Linked DNA regions of Cricetulus griseus: region 1 is linked to region 2. The links are chromatin contacts, called in public Hi-C maps. All regions are on one chromosome and are shown on one strand. The core of a region is the stretch at or near the end of the contact, and the rest is flanking DNA. Distances in the headings are between cores, read along the strand shown. Region 1 has its middle 38 kb from the start of Cast. Region 2 overlaps Cast (calpastatin).

Evidence for each region. A called contact is a pair of places that touch in the nucleus more often than the background predicts.
Region 1: a contact with region 2 is called in a Hi-C map of the CHO-K1 cell line, with 2.6 times the contacts expected there. The contact joins two enhancer-like sites. A contact is called at or near these places in 2 of 8 Hi-C or Micro-C datasets (both in the CHO-K1 cell line).

Annotation. Positions count from the first base shown.
Region 1 is chr2:296,205,097-296,211,562 of CriGri-PICRH-1.0, forward strand. No RefSeq gene overlaps it. Among named protein-coding and RNA genes, the nearest start is that of Cast, 38 kb to the left of the region's middle. Within about 2 kb of position 3,950, at least 3 of the 6 cell types and tissues checked have open chromatin away from gene starts, as enhancers often do. A contact at or near this core is called in the CHO-K1 cell line, where this site is marked.
Region 2 is chr2:296,079,757-296,086,181 of CriGri-PICRH-1.0, forward strand. It overlaps Cast (calpastatin), which reads right to left. Exons shown (of 31, transcript XM_035440460.1): 24 at 4,256-4,354; 25 at 3,514-3,618; 26 at 1,921-2,013; 27 at 995-1,030; 28 at 390-482. Among named protein-coding and RNA genes, the nearest start is that of Erap1, 47 kb to the left of the region's middle. Within about 2 kb of position 1,410, at least 1 of the 6 cell types and tissues checked has open chromatin away from gene starts, as enhancers often do. A contact at or near this core is called in the CHO-K1 cell line, where this site is marked.

The DNA of each region.
Region 1 (6,466 bases), core at 2,700-5,199, 130 kb after region 2:
ATTATTGTTATTGACATTTGAAATCATCAACTCAAAGTCTCCATGCTCATACTTAGTATCACCTCCTATTCATTTAATAATATCTGTTTTAAACTTCACTTCACAGGTTGTCTTTGAGCTGATGGAAGAAAGTGGCACTGTGATTTGGATTCTGTGAGCTGTAAGATGCAATCACAATAGAAGACACAGAGAAGCACTGGTATCATGCCTGGGTGGGCAAGTGTGGCACATGTGTGCATCTCAGGTTCTCAGCCTGTAAAGGAGGATCAGTTGGGGTCCAGAGTTCTAGATCAGTCTGACAAAGTTTAAAGAAAAATATAAAAACTGGGCATGCTAGTGCACACCTGGTACCTAGTGCCTGGGAGCAGAAACAGGGCAACATAAGTTTGAGGTCAGCTTGGGCTACACAGTAAGTTCCAGATCAAATTGGAAAATGCACTTTAGCCCCTGCTATTGCCACTGCCCCTGGATCATCTTTTAGATGCTTCCACACAGCATAAGTCAACAAATGGGCACCCACGTATTGTGTTTTTAAAAATTGTTCTTTTCTCCTAAATAAAAAGGCTTGCTTATTTTTGCTTTGTTGTTTACAGTAAATGGATACCATGATTTTCTTTTTCTGACGTATTTTCCTAAGTGGGCAGGTGCTCTGCAGGGCAACTAGGTTTTTTATTCTTTTTTTCTGGTCAATCAGAATTAGGTATCTGGGGTCCTTCCATCGCAGAACTTAGCTGTTGTATTGTGCACCCAGCACTGACATTTCTCACTATTGCCTTCAGCTGAAGGATGTTTCATTTTACTGCCCAGATGAATGAGATTAAAACTCAATGTTGGGGAGGAACATGTACCTGAAGAAAAAAGCATCAGGACAGTGTATTTAGCATCAGGCTCCACACTGTACTGTGTGCATGCTACCCATTTAAAATAATGATGAATGAGAAATTGTAGCTCCTATTTGCATGTAGCAAATGACTGCTTTACTCCTGGTTAAAAATTGTTCAAGCCGGGCATTGGTGGCGCACGCCTTTAATCCCAGCACTCGGGAGGCAGAGACAGGTGGATCTCTGTGAGTTCGAGGCCAACATAGTCTCCAGAGTGAGTGCCAGAATAGGTTCCTAAGCTACACAGAGAAACCCTGTCTCGAAAAACCAAAAAAAAAAAAAAAAAAAAAAAAAAGATTTATGTTTCCATCAGCAATCAACCACCACTACATTACCAATTCTAAACCATAGGCTGAAATATCTACTTATCATTCTGTATATAGATGAATCCTAATCAATACATATTAGAAAAGAAACAGTCTCGGTTTTTAAGATTTCTTGGTTACTTGTAGAATTGATTCATAACACAGTCAAGGAATAACTATAACCCTATAAATAGATTCTCAAGAGAATATAAATATCTTTAAAACCCCAAGTGTGTAAACTTTCTGTACTGTAAGAATTTATAACCCTAAGACAAAGTATCTTTTAAGCATCTTGCTTGCCTATTGACCTAATAATTGAGCTCCAATATTAGCAGAATTCCATTCATTATTTTATTGGCCACTGAAGAGAATTTAGAGGAGTGTTCACTGAGAGACAGAGACCTTCAGGTACTGTGATCATGGCCATAGGGCACTTACCAATCAGTGACTGTGGGAATAACACCATGCGCTTAGGATTTGGTGCGTTTCCTAGATTTATTCTCCCTTTATTCCCCTGGTCTCCAAACATCGACTTTTATGAGGGCTACAACAAAGCCCAAGGAAACATTTTCCAAATGCCCTTTTTGTGTGTGTGTGTAAGTGTGTGTGTGTGTTGGGGGGGGTGTTTCGAGTCAGGGTTTCTCTGTATTGGAGCCTGTCCCCTGGAACTCGATCTGTAGACCAGGCTGGACTCAAACTCACAGGATCTGCCTGCCTCTGCCTCCCGAGTGCTGGGATTAAAGGCGTGCCCCACCAACACCCAGCCCAAATGCCTTTTGTGACGAATGTTGGAAGTATGATGGTTCTGTCACTGTGATGGAAACCTAAGAATTGCACAGAACTTCTGGAAGGTCAGCTTAAAGAGTTCTGGCCCTACCAGCAGACATTTCCTCCATCCATTTCCCTTACCTTAAAATACCTGTCATGTTTAGAGCTCCAACAGACTCCTGAGATCATAAAGTGACAGTAGGGAAGGAAAACAGCTCTAGGACGGAGACAAAGATGGAAGACACAGATCTACAATGCCCATGAAACTGCTACATCAGCGATAGACTGTGTTGAAAAGTAAACTCCCATCTTGCTGAAATGGCTACAATTGTATGCATACGGGCTTAGCTGAACTGATACAGTTATTAAGGCTTAGCTGAACTGATACAGTTATTAAGGGATCAGAGTTTCTGGTGTGTGGATTTAATGGGAGATACAGCCTTCAGTTGTGCAAGACAACAGAATTAAGATGCAAGCACTAACAATCTGTTTTTTGTTTGTTTTAATTGAACTCCCTGGTGACAGTTAATAACCCTGTTCTGAGACATTTCCAGGTGAAAGTTTGGAAGTATGAGGTGTAAAGAGTTGGAAGGGAGGGTAGAAGTTAAAAAACGGCAAAAGGAAAGTTAAATGCAACTGTAACATTTGATCTTGAAGACGTTCTTCTGATTTCTGATGGCTAACTGGCATTTAGGGCCTGGTAACTGTCTGTCTTGAAGCCATATTTGGGAGGGAATATGGCTTGAAGGCAAGCAAGGGAGCAGGGAGTTGTTTGCACTTAGGCAACCACAGCAGAGAGCCCAACCTTCCTACCTTGACAGCAGTGGCACCAGTACACTATGGCTGGCCTCATAGTCCTGGGTATCTAATATGCATCACCTTTAACTGAGTCTTTACAACTTCTAAATTGTGTTGATATTTTCTTCACTTAAAGTAGAAACTGAGGTGCATGAGATTATGCACACTCTTAAAGTCAGGCAGACAGTACGATGAGGAATGTGGATTTGAACAGAGTGACCATCTTCCTGGTTTTTCCAGGATTGAAGGGTTTCCTGAGATGTAAGACTTTCAGCTCTAAAGTCTGGAGAATGCCTAATAAGCCAGAATGGATGGTAACCCCAGCCTGACTACAAAGCTCTGTACACTACTTTTAGATCCAGGATGCATGAAGCACTGACAGACTTCCCAGGAAGGTAAGAGGCTCTGAACCGCTGGTTCTGGTCAGTCTGGAGACTGATCCTTCCTAGAGGTAGGCTCTGGTGTCAGGAGAGCAGGGCCATGTTGATGGGACTCAAGGCTTTGTTGTCTTCTGATTCCAAGCCAAGAACTCTCCTGTTGTTCCCCTTAGCCAACATCCTCAGAGAACTTTGTCCTATTTAGACAGGAGAGCTATATTTTCGAAGGAGAGAATCACTGGACTTTGTCTGCTTGTGTAAATGCCATTATGTCTGGCTGAAATTCTCTCCAAATCTTCCTCTCCACTTTAGGCACTGGGCAGGACTATTTAATCTAGTACAATTATTTTACAATATGTATTCATAAAGATATAAAGGTATACCTTTGAATAATGTCTGAGTTCATCCTTTCCCATCTTTGCTTGCCATTTGGAATGCTGACAATGGTATTTGTAGGTGCCTCCCAGTTAAATCTACCAAACAGTGGCCATCTAGGGTAGAGAATCCCTTACAGGAGTTTCTCCACAGGCTTCCAGGAATGTAGAAACTTTCTCAAAGTTGTGGTTCTGCTGTGTGTGTGTGTGTGTGTGTGTGTGTGTGTGTGTGTGTGTGTGTGCGAGAGAGAGAGTGTAGAGGATAGGTAATTTTTAGTAGATTCCCAGAAAGACTGTGGTCTAAAGATTAATGTAGAATGAAGTTGCAAGAATGTCTTTTAAAGACATCTTTGCTCTACAAAGTGATTCACAGTGGTAACCTGCCTCAGAGTATTAACTGTGACTCAAGCTGTGGCCTATCTGTGTCAGAGTGATAAGACAGAGGCGTGGTCAAAGCAATGCTTAGAAAATACAGCTATAGTTCCAGGTGGCAGTGCACCACACCCTGGGGTGTGCTCAGAACTGCAACCTTCAGACCCAGAGAACAAAACCTTGTGGTCTACAGCAGAATGCCAAAGGCTGTATCACTTTTCAGACCAGAAACTTGTCGTTGGATATTTGGTTTCTTATTTCTCATGTTATCTTCCAAAATGCAACTTTCCTCATAAATAATTTAAGGCACACTCACTGAATACTACATTTTATTTGGGTCAGAACATTAGTCCCAAGTTCATGTTATAACTGTACACTTTCTAGGTAGATGATGTTGATGTGACTTGGCCATCCTATGCTGCTGTTTACTTGTGTATAAGTGGTACCTCACAGAACAGTAGTGAGAGTAAAATATACTGACGTACTAAAGTTGACCAGCAGCACAGTCCATGCTGCATTAGCACTGACAGAGACTCTGTTTTTGAGAGGCTGTGACAAGAGGCCAGAGGTCCTACCTTTGGAAACTTGCTCTGTCTGACTCTTTCATAGGACTGTAGAATGGAGTCAGGGCTATTGAGGAGGTATCTTAGGACACTACTCAATGGAAGATCACTTATGGGCTAAGAGGAACACCTTCTAGAGATACAGATGAAGAAGAAATGCCTCAAGACTGAGGCATTTCTTGACAATTGATCTGTAAAGAGCAGTGAACTTCAGTGGCGTGTTCCCTACTTCCCCTCAAAATATGAGCAAAAGCAGGGATCCTTAAACTGTATGGTTCTTTTCTCAGGACTATATTTCTTGTCTGGCTACTCTTATGCTCAGGAGCCTGCCTGCCTGAGCCCCAAGAACCAGTGAGCACTCCCCCAGCCCTATCAATCTTAGCCCCTGCTCCAGTTTTCTGTTCTAGCTTCTCCACACCACTGCATTGTGAAGAAGTGCTCTAGACTGTGCTAGTACAGTTTGGGAGACAGCCTGGGGCTGTACACACCAGTAGAAGAGAGGTTACTGCAGGATAAGGCCTGAAGAGAAGGTGAGACCTGTCCAGGATTACAGAATGTCACTAAGCACAGTAAAGGCCAGTGCTGGAGCCTCCTCACACACAGGCTTATGCTGGAGACTAGTCTCAGTAGTTCATGGTACTGGAGTGTTTTCACTTGACTAAGCTTAGTGTGAGAAAGATTAAGGAGTGCTGGATTCCTTTTAATAATTAAAACCCACATATCATCATCATCATCATCATCATCATCATCGTTATTAAAGAGAAGAATTGAAAAAGGACAATGTGGTGCTGCTGGGGACACCCATCCTGGGCTCTGGTATGAAGCTGGTTGGTGATCCTCTTCATCGGGACTGGTTTCCTGCATTGGGCCTGGTTTGCTGCATAGGGACTGGCTGCAGGTCCTCTGGGGTGAAGTTAAACATCCCCTTGAAGCAAGCTTGGTTGACCTGAATCCTAGCCCCTAGGACTATGGGCTCTGGGGTGAAGCTGACAGCCCTCTGCATCAGGACTGGTTTCCTGAATCTAGGGCGGGACTACAGGTTTCTTTGCTTGAGTAGCACCCCTGACCCCCCAGTAAATGACTCCTTTACTCTTCTCATCTCCAACCGAATGTTTCAAACGTACCTCCCTGTCTCTGCGAGGCACCAGCACCATTATGAAAAGCAGCCCAGGGAAATCGAGATTTCCCTTCTCCTTTTCAAGTTTCTTGACAAGGTTTCTAGGGAAAGCTATGAGTATATCTGTGGCAGCAAAATACTTGTAATGTAAACACACTGTAAACACAAGTGCTCTTTTGGGCAGGCCTGCAGAGGCAGCAAGAAAGAGTGTGAGGCCCTGAGTCATGGCCCTGGCATAAAGCAGTCAGTCATCTGCCAATAGCCTGCCTTTCACCCACAAAACAACAGGAAGTCATTAGAGTTAAAATAAAGAACTTCTGCTGCCACCTGGTGGAATTTTCCCATTAGTCAGTTAGCTGCTGCTGCTCCTCCCTCCTCTTCCTCCTCTTCTCTTCTTCCTCCAACTCCTTCACATACAACAGATTTCTAATATTTTTTGAGATTATAAGATAATGACATCATTTCCTTTTCTTTCTTCCACCTCATACCTTTGGTTCTCTTTGAAATTTTATGGCCTCTTTTCTATAATTGTTGTTGTGTGTGTATTCTCAAATACAAAAATACAACCTGCTCAGTATCAGTTCATATAATGTTACTTGTGTCTTATTTTCAGGGCTGATTCATTGCTGTTGGATTACCAATTGTTATGTTCTTCTTTGGGCAAGATTATGTCTCCCATTCTCAGCATTCCCTAATTGCCTGCAGTTCTTTGTTTGGGGTTGAAGAAACCTGAGGGTGCCCCTTACACATTATAGAGTCTATTGCTGTTTTCATCATTATTTAGGTCATGTTTAGGCAGCTATTTTGGTGGAACTTCATCGGTGTAGCTCTTCTGTTCATTAAAATGGTTCTTGAAGTGAGTTCATAGGGCCCACAGCATCTGTGTTATTTCACTCCCCCAACTGGAATAT
Region 2 (6,425 bases), core at 160-2,659:
GTCCTGCAGAGTCTGAGTCAGACAGCTGCACCAGGATGGGACAGGAGGAAACTCCAGAGAACAAATGAGCAGAAGAAGGATTAGGCGGTCAAAGACTGTCATAAGAAATGAGCACAGACTTATTGTCACTCACAAAACCATGTGACGAACAAAAATGTTGTCTTTGGAGGTTACAGGCCACATGCAGAACCTATAGGAAATGCTATCAATTTTGTAAAAATGTTTACTGACAAAGGCAAGGAAATATACCAAATAACAGTGCTGTAGGCAGTAGAATTGTAACTCTTCTATAACATTATTCTATTCATTCTACACTGTGAAAATTGCGTAGATGTGTATATACATGCTCATGTGTAGTTCAAAGAAATCAGTATGAAAAAGCATAGTACCTTTCCTGTATGCTGTGAGTTCTCTGTAGTTGAGGGGCAGCTGTCCAAATCTTGTGAGAGGGCATCAATGGGGTCCTGGTCATGATCAGGCTTCTATGATGTTAGCAGAAACACATGGAGATAACCATCTCACACAATTAACAGTAAGATATGCTTAACAAGAAACGCTCACTGGCATTTGTTTTCCTAAAAAGACTATACTATGTAAAGGATACATAAGGCAGGAAAACCTGAGCATTTTCATTTTCTTATATTCTTTCATTTTGGGGGTTAGGGGACAGTCTCATGTAGCCTAAACCAATCTCAAATTCACTACGTAACTGTGAACTTCTTATTTTTCTGTTTCCCTTAAAAAAGTTGGGGTTAAAGGCATGCATCACCATGCTTGGTTAATCTTACACTCTTTACTAAACGTTTTCTCACTCAGAAATCTGGTAATGTTTTTAAAAGGCTCTTGTGAGAAATAAATTAGAGTTAGTAATATAATTGCATATCTGCACACATTGGCACAGAACAAAAATATCTGACAAATTTTAGTTCTTTAAAGTTTAAAAGAAGGCTACATCTATACTAAGAACAATGGAAGTATACATTATGGTATTTACCTTTGATTTCTTTGTAGGTGGCTTCTCTGGTTTACCCTTAAAAACAAGGTAGATGTTTGTTTAACCACATATATGTATAAGCCAACTCCAAAGATTATCTTCAGACAGGAATTACATGTACCACTAACTTATAGGGCTTTTATCCATCTTAAGGCAAGGGCTAAATGAAACACCTCCAATGATGGCAAGCAAGATGATGTGGCAATATCAACATGAGGGATGGTGAATAATAGCAGGATACAGAATTGCCAGGAATACTTAATGTAAGTAAAATGAACAGCTCCTATTCCAGCAGGCACTGAGACTTTGGTCGGGGAGGGGCTTCCCCACTGAAGGCTTCAGAGTATACAGATGGAACTTGGACTTCTTGCTCCATTGATAACAGGCTTGGGAAGGATGACTCATCCATCCCCAAACAGAAAGGGGGAGGCAATCATTGTGGCTTAAGGAAACAAAAATTTAGGGACTGTGTAATGGGGAAACAGATGGGTGACTACAGAGAGGTTTTATCTGTCCCCAGGCACTGCATTATTGTGGGAGAAGGGAGATGGGCAGTCTTGTTTATTTGCCCTCTCAGTTTTTTCCACCACTGCACCTCATCTGGTCTCTTTACACACAGACTGCTTACTGTGACATCTCATTGCTTCAGTCATTTTTTAGAAACTTCTTGAAAAATTAACTATATATTTCTTGGGATAATTATAAAGAATCAGTAAGCATTACTCAGTGGTGTTTTTACAGCAGGACTCAGAACATGAGTAATAAGACTATCTCAAGAAGAGGGGTAGAAACCCTACTTGTCACCTCTAGGGGGACATTAAAAGTACTGTCATGATGTGTTTTTATGCACTGCAAGAGTGAAGTTTCCATTCACTTCCAGACAAGTTAGAGCAGTGACCTAAAATAGACTGTGTGCCTTAGTTTACCTGCCCGTCATCGTCCAGAAGATGCCTATAGTCAGGTGGGATGGTGTCTTCTCTTTCTCCCAGTTTTTCACTATGTTCTGCTTTAACTTTTTCCTATAAACATTGAAGAAATAAAAGGATGTTCATTTCCTTCTTCACTTACAAAATACACTACAGTTACTGTATTTTCCTGAAACAAAACATAAGAAACAGAGCAACAAAATGGATGGTAAGCAGAGAGCTGCTGAAAATGTGAATACCTATTTTCTATGTGTCAGCCCATATCTGAATTTTCAAATGAAAGGATCAAATAGTTACTCTCAGAAACTTTATTGGTAGCTAGAAGCCCAATGGAATGAAATGGTTTTTTTCTGATTAGATTTTGCTTTTCATATTAAAAGCCAGGTCTCCATGCCTTGGCACACATCGAGATAATATTTGTAATTCCATTTTAAAACACTGCAAAGGGGCAAGACAGAAGACACTGACACCTGAGCATACCCGCTGCTGAGCAAGCCATGGACATCCTGGTACCCCTCCCTATGAGGTTCCCTGGTCTTGATCACAGATTCTGTGGAGTACAGATTAATCTCTGTGCTGCATTACAATTTAGTTTTAAAAATATAGGTTAAGTTAATCTCAATAGTTACACAATGATGATAGAATGACAATTACAATGTCCTGCATCTTTTCAACATTGCTTCAGATGCTCAGAAAGTTACTTCTCTTATTTCTTCTATTATTCTCGTGTGCATGATTTGTGTGTGTGTGTGAGAGTGTGTGTGTGCATGTGTGCACGCCACAGCATGGGTATAGAGGTTGGAGAACAACCTTGAATGTCATTCCTCAATTTCCATTTTGTTTCATATAGGGTCTGTTGCTTTGCCAATGCACATACCAGACTAGCTGGTCCACAAGCTTCCAACTGCTCTCTTGTCTGTGCCTCTGATCTCTGTGTATGAGCTGGAATTATAGACACTCACACTACATGACCAAGGATTTGAACTCATCTTGTTAGGCTTGTGTGCCAAGCACTTTACTCACTGATCCATCTCCCCAACTCCAGTTATTTCTTGATTCTAATATATGATCAAGTCAGTTGCAATGGCTTGTTAAATATTGTGTTGTAAATATAAATGTTTATACACAGTGAATATAGTGCAGTTAGTTCATTATGTCCTTCTAGATATACTTCTGCTGAGTAAAAGTTCTCACATACAGTTTGAATGCAGATTCGGTTATACTTGCAAAAGAGGTACAGGGGAAATCTGTGCTACATGTGTAAGCTCTGCCACTATGAATTCAAAGGGTAGCCACTCAAGTATATGCCTTTGGGTAAAGGTCCTGATTCCCAAATAAGACCAGGAAAAAAATATTGGAAGAGGAAAAAAAAACTTCAAACATAGCTGTGCTTTCATTTTATAATTAAGTCTGGAAACAGGAATGTTTTCTGTAATGCCATCTGTACCCCAAACATAATCTTTAGTGAGAAAAAATAAATGCAAGCTACCCCATAAAACAGGACAACTAGATGGAGTGGCCCAGATGCTCCCCACCTCCAGACAATGCCAGGGTGTCTTTCTCCTCTGTGGAGGGGAGGGGATTATCTTTTACCTTTACTTTGTCATCTACTGGTTTGTTTTCATCTGGGTCAGGCTGTCTTTCCCCAAGACTGTCAGAGAGTTCATCCAAAGCATCATTGAGGTCTTTGTCTCTGTGCTAAAAGGTAAATAATTCTCAATTAGTTACAAGTTGGCCAAATTGTTCAGGAAAATCACCCAGGAACCCCATCATTTCAGTATGAACATCTAGGAGTAAGTCACAGGAATAGGCAGTGTCAGGGGACGGATATGCTGACAGTGGAAGAGACAAAGAGCAGTGCAAGCTTCCGCCTCCGCTAGACAGCTTGCTCATGAAAATACCACCAGGTTAAGGAAGTCTTTTGTTGGAAATATCAGGGGCTACAGACAAATAAGTGACCTAAATAGTACCTAGAGATTCCATAAACAAATTGATTTCCATTTTAATCCACTAATATAGTCAGACGGCTAGCAAGCAGAGTTCTCAGCAGAGCATGAGTATGTCTTTGGTTTTGTGGCTCCTCTAAGTGATATCAGATGGGGGAGGACATGACAAAGTACAGCCATAAAACTCAGAGCCATTATCCTGCCATTTCTTGTCACCTCACAGATAGGACTTGTCTCCCAGAATCACCAATCTAAGGCTTTCGGTAATACAAGGGGACATTGCCAGTCTTTCCAATAATTTTTCCTGTTTTCATTTGTGCTAGACAGTGCCTTATTTTCTTTCACGTTGCTATTTTAAGAATATTTCCCAAGGAAGACATGTTGCTTACCTCAGTGTCAGGTGGTGGGGCTGCTGCGTTCGTGTTGGGAGCAGGCGTCTTGGAAACTACTTCAGAGATGGCAGCAGAAAGTTTGGCATCTTCAAATTCCTTTTATTAAAAAGTTACTGTTAACATGTTGCATATAAGATTATGACCACCATATCATTGCTTAAAATACAACTCTTCAAACCACTTCATGCTGCCGATCACCTTTACTCATGCCTCTCAGCAGTTTTGGATGCATTGTCTTTCTATTTCCATCTCTATAGTATTTTTACAACTTCTCATTTCTATTTTCTTACACCTATTTTTACTGCTAATTATGTGTATGTATGTGCACCTGTGAAGGTGAATGTGTATGTGAGAACGGTTGCCCATGAAGCTAACAAGAGGGCACTGGATCCTCTGAAGCGGTAGTTAGAAAAAGCTGTGAGCTACCTTTTGTGGGTGCTGGGAACTGAATTTGGGCCCTCTGGAAGAACAGTATGTACTCTTAACCACTGAGACATCTGTTCAACTTGTGACTTCCTGTTTCTATTTCATATTTGTTTTTGTAAATGTCACCCAACAATCTACTCAGATTTCTGTAGCTTATTTATGTTCTTCTTGTTAGACACTGGGTTATTAGAAGTTTTAAAAAAGTATTTTGCAATTATGCTCTCTATAAATTATAGACAGGTCTTTTGGGGGGTGGGGACTTAAAATCTTTCCAGCTTAGTTTCTGTTCAGTGCCAAGTTGAGGAGGGCTTTAGAGTTCAGAAGAAGGAGTATAGCCTCATATCCGATGCTCCAGTTAGATAAAGTTAGATCTTTAAAAATTGTGATATTCAGTGTTATGGTCTTGACGAGAGATAGGAATTCTGTGGAAGAGAAAAATTTAAACTTCTTTATTTTTAACTGACACAAAAGAGTAAAAAATCTGAACATATTAATGGAGTAAAGGACAATGTTAAAATACCTTTGTATATTAGGTAATGTTTAAATGAGACTAAATCATTTAAACTTCTTTATTTTTAACTGACACAAAAGAGTAAAAAATCTGTACATATGAATGGAGTAAAGGACGATGTTAAAATACCTTTATATATTATGTAAGGTTTAAATGAAGCTAAAATCTATCTCTGCAAATATTTATCATTTCTTTATGGTAAAAAACTTCAAAATACTTTTCTTCTACCATATAGAAATATTTACTTCATTTAAAAAAATAAACGGGTCTTTAAAAATCCACAGCACTGGCACTGTCTAATAAGAATACATACTGTGGAAACAATGGACAGTAGGCCTGTTTGCTATTGGCATAATTAAACTTTTATATCATATGTTCACTTCACTGTCATACTGTACTACATGTCTTAAGCCACCAGTAGTTTTTTGTTCTGAAGTATGTACAACAAATTATTTTTGAAAGTTTTTGAAATAAAATTCATTCTCAGTTTCCTTTTAAAATGCTACATTCCTCATCTCCATTGATTTCTTTTTTAATGCTTCTTGGAACAAGTGATGCTGTTTTTACTAATTATCACTGTATCAAAGGCCCAAATGTTTAATGGGCTAATAATACCTAAAACATTTAAAAATACTTATGCTTTTATATTTTTACAGATCTACTTCTCAAATACATTCTAGAATAGTTTTATTGAGTTGCAGAAGGTAACTTAGGGATCTTTTAATAACAAAATAATTCATTAACTATACAAGGGTTTAGCCATTGTTCTTCTAGAACAATGAACCCATCTTAGATAGATTCCTATTTCTGTGCCTTTATTTTCTATTCATTTTTATTTTGTATTTTTTATGTTTACAATCTCCTATTAATAATATTAACTGGTTTGGGTTTTTATTTTGTTGTTTTTTTTTAAAATCTGGAGGTAATCTTATAAGGATTTTCAAAAATTCTTTAATTACTACTCATATATACATATCAATCCCCCCATTCCCTTGCCCTCCCATCCTCCCATGTTCCCCACCAACTCCCCCAAACCCACCCCCTAACTCCTTCTCAGGGATAGTGAGGCCCTCCATGGGGAACCTTCAAAATCCATCACATCATTTGTGGGAGGGCCTAGGCCCTCTTTGCTGTATCTGGCCTGCAATAGTATTCCTCCATAGGGAATGGGCTCCCAACAAGACACTAGCACACATGCTATCATTGATAAGTCTTATCTGAAAACAATCA